Regions from separate parts of the Gossypium hirsutum genome. Here region 1 is linked to region 2. Evidence: chromatin contacts called from public Hi-C data. All regions are on one chromosome and are shown on one strand. The core of a region is the stretch at or near the end of the contact, and the rest is flanking DNA. Distances in the headings are between cores, read along the strand shown.

What was found. Hi-C and Micro-C count contacts between places; a contact is called where the count stands out from the background.
Region 1: a Hi-C map of leaf shows a contact between it and region 2, with 1.9 times the contacts expected there. The contact joins the enhancer-like site here to the promoter of LOC107961550 in region 2. A contact is called at or near these places in 5 of 34 Hi-C or Micro-C datasets (hypocotyl, leaf and seedling).

The regions. Positions count from the first base shown.
Region 1 is chrA05:102,957,594-102,961,392 of Gossypium_hirsutum_v2.1, forward strand. No RefSeq gene overlaps it. Among protein-coding and RNA genes, the nearest start is that of LOC107959768, 16 kb to the right of the region's middle. Within about 2 kb of position 1,993, at least 6 of the 9 cell types and tissues checked have an H3K27ac peak or open chromatin away from gene starts, as enhancers often do. A contact at or near this core is called in leaf, where this site is marked.
Region 2 is chrA05:102,729,200-102,733,112 of Gossypium_hirsutum_v2.1, forward strand. It overlaps LOC107961550 (expansin-A23), which reads left to right and starts at 1,394. Exons shown (of 2, transcript XM_016897658.2): 1 at 1,394-1,582; 2 at 1,680-2,437. The coding sequence starts at 1,417. The coding sequence ends at 2,302.

The sequences.
Region 1 (3,799 bases), core at 743-3,242, 230 kb after region 2:
AATCCTAAGACATAAAAATAAACTAACCAATTGGAGTTAAAATGATTAGCCACCTATCATCTAAGTTTTTAAAACTAAACCTAAGAAAAATCCTAAAAACCAAGACTTAGTATTGTCGACGACTTCCGAATCCAAGAGTACAATTACACCCAAGAAAAGTTATAGTACCCCTATGACGTCTGTTCGAAAACAATTAAGGAATCTAAGGAGGACTCCAAAACTATCTAAAATCTAAACTCTAAAATCAAATGGAGAAAGAATCTTAAAATCTAATAAAAACATCTAAAAAATTATAAATGAGAAAGAAAGCTATAAAAAGAAAAAAAAAAACTTAACAAATCTAAATTTGGTTCAATGCCTAAATTTTAATTTAAAGTTTAAAAATTAAAAAAATTAAAAAATCCTAAAATATAATTTTAATACCTAATTTTAAGATCTTAATTAAAAATATAATTGGTTGCAAAAATTAAAAAATCTAATTAAAAATGAAATATTAAATCCGAAAGACTTAATTTAATTTTTAAAAGAAATAAAACCTTAAATGTAACTTAACATAAAAATTTTTAAAACCTACAATCTAAAAGTCCTAAAATCTAATTTCTAAAAATTTAATCAAGAGAAACCTAATATTTAGATCCGAGATCCAAAAATGAACTAATTTAAATTTAAAGTATGAAAATAAAAAATAAACTAACCAACTATAGAGAAAACCACAAATAATCCTAATACTTAAATTAAGACACAATGTCTAATCAAATCTAAAATGATAAATACAGTAAATAACAAAATGCCAAACAACAAATTCTAAAATAGTAAGTAGAAATAAAATATGAGAATTACCATGGGATATAATACAAATCTAACATTACTTCTAAAATAGAAAGTAAAAATAAAATATGAGAAATTACCATGGAATAAAATACAATCTAACATTACTCAAACAAAATAAAGCAATATACCACATTTCACAATTATCCAACCAAGAAAAACAACATTTAAACAATAATTAAAGCAAAAAGCAATCTAAAATTTAAATACAATAAAGTTTAAAATCGAATCAACAATCAAAACAACAACAATAATAATAAAACGGAGAAATCTAAATAAAAAATGAAATTAAAAAAGGATTTAAAATCGAAATAAAAAACGTACGAAGCAAAGGACCTATTTGGCACTTAATTTGCCTGAAATTTCAAAATCTGGGAGAAACCAAAACCAAAGGGACGAGAACTACAATTAGCCCATGCGGCGATCCTTTTCTGCTGATGGCAGGATTTAGAAGGAATTATGTAGAAAATATCCCTTTATATAACCCTATAAATAACCCTAAAACACCAAAAAAAAAAGAGAGAAATGTAAATCAATAGGATAAAATAAATTAAAATAAAAAATGAGATTAAAAAAAGATTTAAAATCAAAACAAAAAATGTAAGAAGCTGAGTACCTATGTGGCAATTAATTTGCCTGAAATTTCAAAATTGAGGAGAATTTAAAAGCAAACGGACAAGAGCTGCAATTAGTCCATGCGACGATCCTTTTTTATAAAAGGCAGGAGGTAGAAGGAATTATGTAGAAAATATCTCTTTATATAACCTTATAAATAACCTTAAAACACCAAAAAAAAAAGGAGAAATCAAAATCAATAGGATAAAATAAATCAAAATAAAAAATGATATTAAAAAAGGATTTAAAATCGAAATTAAAAAAAATGTAAGAAGAAAAGTACCTATTTGGCAATTAATTTGCATGAAATTTCAAAATCGGGGAGAATTCAAAAGCAGGGAGACAAGAACTGCAATTAGTCCATGCGGCGATCCTTTTCTGCAAAAGGCGGGATGTAGAAAGAATTATGTAGAAAATATCCCTTTACATAATGTTATGGAATGGTTTTCATATTTTCATATTTTTGTTATTTCTGTTAAGTCTCTTGTGCTGTACGCTGCGTTTTATCTCATTTCTATTCTGGTGAAATGGTGCGGTTTTAGTATTAGTTAAATGATGTGTTTTGGTCTATTGTATGGTTTGTACGAGTTGTTATTTGGTTTCCATATATACTTGACAAAAGGAACATAAAAATGGCTATGAAAAGTTTAAGACAGAATTTCCAGTACTCTCTCTTATTCTTCTATCAATCTTTCTTCTCTTTTCTCTTTTGGGTTCTCTTCTCTTCTTCTATATATTTTTTATTCAGATTCTTTCCATGACAAAGGTATTAGAGCCTTGTCGATTTTCATGACTGTGGAGGGAGTGACTACAAGAATTCAGAAGGAATTTGGCATGATGCACGGAGAACTCACTCAATTACAGGTTCAATTTTCTCAGCTTGATGCATGGATTAATGCACGTCTAAAGGATTTGCAGGAGGGAATTAAGTCTGAGATTCGTTCAGAGGTAAGATCTGAACTTCGATCTAAACTTCATTCTTTATTTGAACAGTATTTTGGGCAAAACCCTCCAGCTACGGTTACAGGTGTGATGAGTGGTAAAGGGAAGGGTATTTTAGGTTCTCCTCCTGGTTTTCCGGCAAAGGAACACCTCATGGTATCGCCTATGCAAATCTAGGCCATTCGATATGTCCTCGCGAGGAGGAAATGTGGAAGTTGGAAATACTTCTTTTCGAGTGGATTGTCCACATTTTGATGGTAGTAATTTTAGAGTTTGGTGGTCTAAGTTGGAACAGTATTTCGAGGCAGAAGAAATAGGTGAACATGCTAAAGTTAGAGTGGTTATGTTGCGTTTGGAAGGAAAGGCATTAGACTGGCATCATTTCTTTGTGCAAAGACATGGAGGGTTGCATTAGTTAACTTGGGAGATGTATGCTAGAGGAATTAAGGAACGTTTTGGAACTGATTCCTTTCTTGATCCCATGACCGAGCTGGTAACACTTAAACAACATGGAACTGTTGGCCAGTTCCATGATGGATTTTTTAGTTTGTTGAATCAGTTGTACTTACATGAATCGTATGCTTTAAGCATATTCATCAACAACTTGAAAACTGAAATAGGGCAGTATCTCAGGCTATTTAAGCCGCAGACGTTGGTGGAGGGTTATAATTTAGCTTGGCAGGTTAAGAATATTGTGTTGGGACCAGTGAAGAAGGGGTTTACTGTTGGTAGTGCAAGTAGTTCGTCACGACCTCTGTTTCCTATTTCAAGAGGGCAGCAAGGAACGTGGAACTCTCCTTTAGCAGGGGGTTGGTGAATGGTAGTTTAGGATAAAGAGTTCCATCTAAGTCCTTGTCACAAGCGGAGTTGGAGGATAGAAGGAAGAAGGGCCTTTGTTTTTGGTGTGACTCGAAGTATTCACCTGGTCATAAATGCTCTAAGTCTCAATTGTATCAACTTATTATTGAACCAGTATGGGAACAAGGTTCTGATATGAAGAGTTCCTCCTTTGAAGAATTTTAGGATTTTTCCAATCAATTGGACTTAGTCGATTCTATTCCAGCGAGTCTTGTATTGTCCTTACATGCTCTTTAGCGGTTGCAAGGCCATAACACTATGAGGTTTCCAGCAGTTATTGATAACACTGAGTGACTGCATTGGTGGACTCAGGTAGCACATACAATTTTATCGATCTTAAGGTGGCTAAAAGGTTGAATTTGGTAAGAAGTATATTGTGAGTGATGGTAGCAAATGGGGTTCGGTTATCTACTCAGGGTATATGTAGAGCAGTTTCCTGGGAAGCACAAGGATACAAATTAACACTGAGTGACTGCATTGGTGGACTCAGGTAGCACATACAATTTTATCGATCTTAAGGTGGCTAAAAGGTTGAATTTGGTAAGAAGTATATTGT
Region 2 (3,913 bases), core at 144-2,643:
ATTTTTAAATGGACCTTTTTTGTCCTAAGTTTACTTTTAGATAGACCTGATAATCGGCTGGGATCAAGTTGGGCCAATGTTATATCAACAATGTCCTTTTGTTACAAAAATCGTTAATTTGATATGTTAAATCTTATGTGACATAATTTAAAATAAAAATTTTAAAGAAAAATAAATGCAAAAATTTTGATTTTGAAGTTTCCGAAGCTTTTGTAAACGACTAGTCATAAAATGTGTTCTATTCTTATAACAAAAGATTGAACCCTTGACTACATTGTTAAGAAATAAGATGAATAATTACCACACCACACCTTATGGTTGCATAGAAATACAATTATATATAAAAATTATATGGAAAATAATAAAAATGAGTAAGTAAATTTAATAAAATTTCTATATAAATAAATTTGATAAAATGAATTTAAAAAGGTAACACACCTATAGTAATTAACCAGACTTTGTTAGATATTTATATTTTATTAGCTATTTATATTTTATATAAAATATTGTTATAAATAGTAATTTAATTAATCTCAACAGGTGTTATGCAACTGAGGCGAGGTATGCTGATTACGGTGGAGTTTTTGAATTTTTTAGTATCCAAGTTTTGGTAGCATGCGTAATTGTAATATGTAAGTCTCCACTCTATCATATACGTATATTAGGAGTGGATTTTGTCTGATTTTTATTCTATTATATTTTTTACTAATTTGATTTTATATTATACTTGATTGAATTTGTATTTGTAGTTGTACTTGTAGTTCATAATGGATTTGGTTTTTTTGGCATAATAATTTTTTTGGCCCTCCAATTTTATAAAAAAGTCATTTTAGCCTTCTATATTTATTTATTTTTGTATTTTATAGCTCTTAAATTAGTATTATTTGTCAAATCACCTCAAAATACATGCCACATCAACAAAGCTAATAAACGTTAATTTTTCTATTCATTTTTAGACGATTTAATAAGCAATGCAAATTTAAAGACTAAAAGAAACAAAAAAAAATTAAATAAATAGGTAATGAATTAAACTCTAAAAAAAAGTGTTACAAAATCATATCAGTTAGTAACGAAATCCTTAATTAAATAATTAATAGATTTTTTTGGGGGGTGATATTGAGTTAATCCCTTTCTCAGGTAATTAGCGAATAACGTAACGGAAACATAGTAGAAGAAAAAACTGGGCTGGTTGTTTCCAAATTCATAAAAAACATTAGATTATTTTCCATAATTTCTTAATTCCTTTACATTAGTTTTGCTGTAATTACCAAAACCATCGTTTTAGCTTAAACGGGTTAAATTAAAGTCTCATAATTTATAAATTTCCTTTCCTTCTATAATTCCTTTTGACCTATATTTATCTGTCAGTTCTTGGCCCCAGTTTTTCATCAAAATAATAAAAATCTTTTTGCAGCAATGGCTACCCTGAAGCTTTTCTTTTCATTTCTCATGGTTACAGTTCATTTGATTTCATCCATGGCGGCCAATAGGCATATGCTTATGGGTAATCAAATGATTGACTCAAACTGGTATGATGCCCATGCAACATTTTATGGTGATATGAGTGGTGGTGGCACCATGCGTAAGTATATATATTGTGTTTTGGTTATTGCAACATTTTATGCTTTGCATTGCGTATGTCGAGATTTAAATCTTGAGACCGTGTTTGATTATTGCAGAGGGAGCTTGCGGATATGGTGATCTATTCAAGCAAGGGTATGGACTCCAGACGACAGCACTAAGCACAGCATTGTTCAATAATGGTCTCACCTGCGGGGCTTGTTTCGAGATCAAGTGTTTCAATGACCCTCAATGGTGTTATCCGAAAGCCGGCTCTATCATAGTGACCGCAACCAATTTTTGTCCTCCCAATTACTCGAAACCGGATGGGAACTGGTGCAACCCACCATTAAAACACTTTGATCTATCAAAGCCGATGTTCACTAAGCTAGCGTATTACAAAGCCGGGATCATCCCGGTCAATTACCGTCGTGTCTTGTGCTACAAGAAAGGTGGGGTTCAATTCCAAATTAAGGGAAACCCTTACTTGACATTGGTGTTGTTGTACAACGTAGGAGGAGTTGGTGATGTTAAGGATGTTAAAATCAAAGGGTCGAGTACCGGGTCGTGGTTGCAGATGAGCCGCAATTGGGGTGTGAATTGGCAGACGGGAACAAAGTTAGTGGGGCAAGGCTTATCGTTTCAGGTGACTACTAGTGAAGGGAAAATGATTGTGTTCGATAACGTTGTGCCAGCTAATTGGCAGTTTAATCAAGTATTTGATGGGAAAAAGAACTTCTAGGACATCTTTTTTTTTTTTTTTGGTTTTTAAGGTAGTTTATAGTTTAGGGTTTTGATTGGTGCATGCCCTAAGCGTGCATGTTTGTTTTATATAAAACAAGAAATTTAATAAACATAATTGCAAATTTTGAGATAATGTTGCCCAAAATTATCCTGTTTCATTCACATGTTATTAAAATGTTTAGTCTAACACTTGTTTTCTTACAACTTACATGCAATTACACAAGATTAAGGTTTTGTGTGGTTATACAAAATATCATATTATTACACTAATTATTACATTAGAGAAATTTCTAAAGGCTTTCCATCTCTTTGTGACTCGAGTATTTAAGATTCTGAATACTTAATATCAAATGTTTTGTAGACAATATAAACTAGATTGATTAAATTCAAAAAGTAAATCTCAATTGTATTTATGTTCGCTCTTAATTTAATTAAAATCAAATTTTTTTTCATTAAAGAAATATAGAACACAGTATTTTTTCATTAAAAAATTAATACAAATGGAATAAAATAAATTGAAAAAATTATTTGTTATGTTATTAGTGAAAATATTACACTACATGAATAGAGCGAGTGTAGTAAAAAAATATTAAAAAATGGATACATTGTAGTATCAAGTAGAACTAAATTGTTTTACTGCAATAAATTCTACGTTACTAACCAGAGATTAATTTTTAAAAGTAAACATAATAAAAAAATAAATAGAAAGAAATTCATAGAATTTATGGAATGTGCTTAAATTGTAGCATTTTTATTAAAGGGGCTGAATTATACGGGCTAACATTGGACCATTGCAATGCATTAGTTTCAAAGCTTTAGCCAACCTAACCTTCGGCCTTTCAAGTCATTCCCAACAAAAGCTCAGGACTTCTTAAGTATGAGTTGGGTCTGACTTTAACTAAATTAATTTAAAGCTTGAGTTATCACTTAATTTGAAATGATATGAATTTAAGATAAATATTTTTTTAATTTGAATTAATCTTGATTACTATTTAATTCAAAAGATTTTATTTGATTTAAGTTTGGATTACAAGATGTTTACTCAAGATTCATTCTAATTTTTCTCTGTCACTTTTCCATGTACATATTATGGTACATGATATTTAAAAAAAAAACAAATTATAGTTGCTCCTTTCAATAATATCATTTCTATGATTCAAATATGAGTATATTATCTACAAAATAAGATGATACATAAAGATTGCTAAGGGTCTGCTAGTATAGCATGCCTGTTCCTGTCTGTTAAAATAGCACGTCTGTTTTCTTTTTCCTAGGTTTTTTTTTCGATTAGGGTGAAATTTGGGGTGCGTTAATAGAGTTTTATGATAATGGAGGAGTTGATGAATCTTAATATCGTTTATGAAGAAAAGGTGCCGCTACAATTTCAAAGGCATACAAAAGTGGTAGAGGAAGATTATAGGTTCTGTTTGGTGGGGCGAGTACTAACAAATAGTGTGGTACATTTTCCGTCTATGAGGAATACTTTGGCTGATCTATGACATCCGTTGGGAGGGGTCTTTATAATAGATATCAGGGAGAAAAGAAGTTTGTTTCAATTCTACTATGAAATAGATCTAAAGAGGCTGATAGATGGTATGCCATGGTCGTT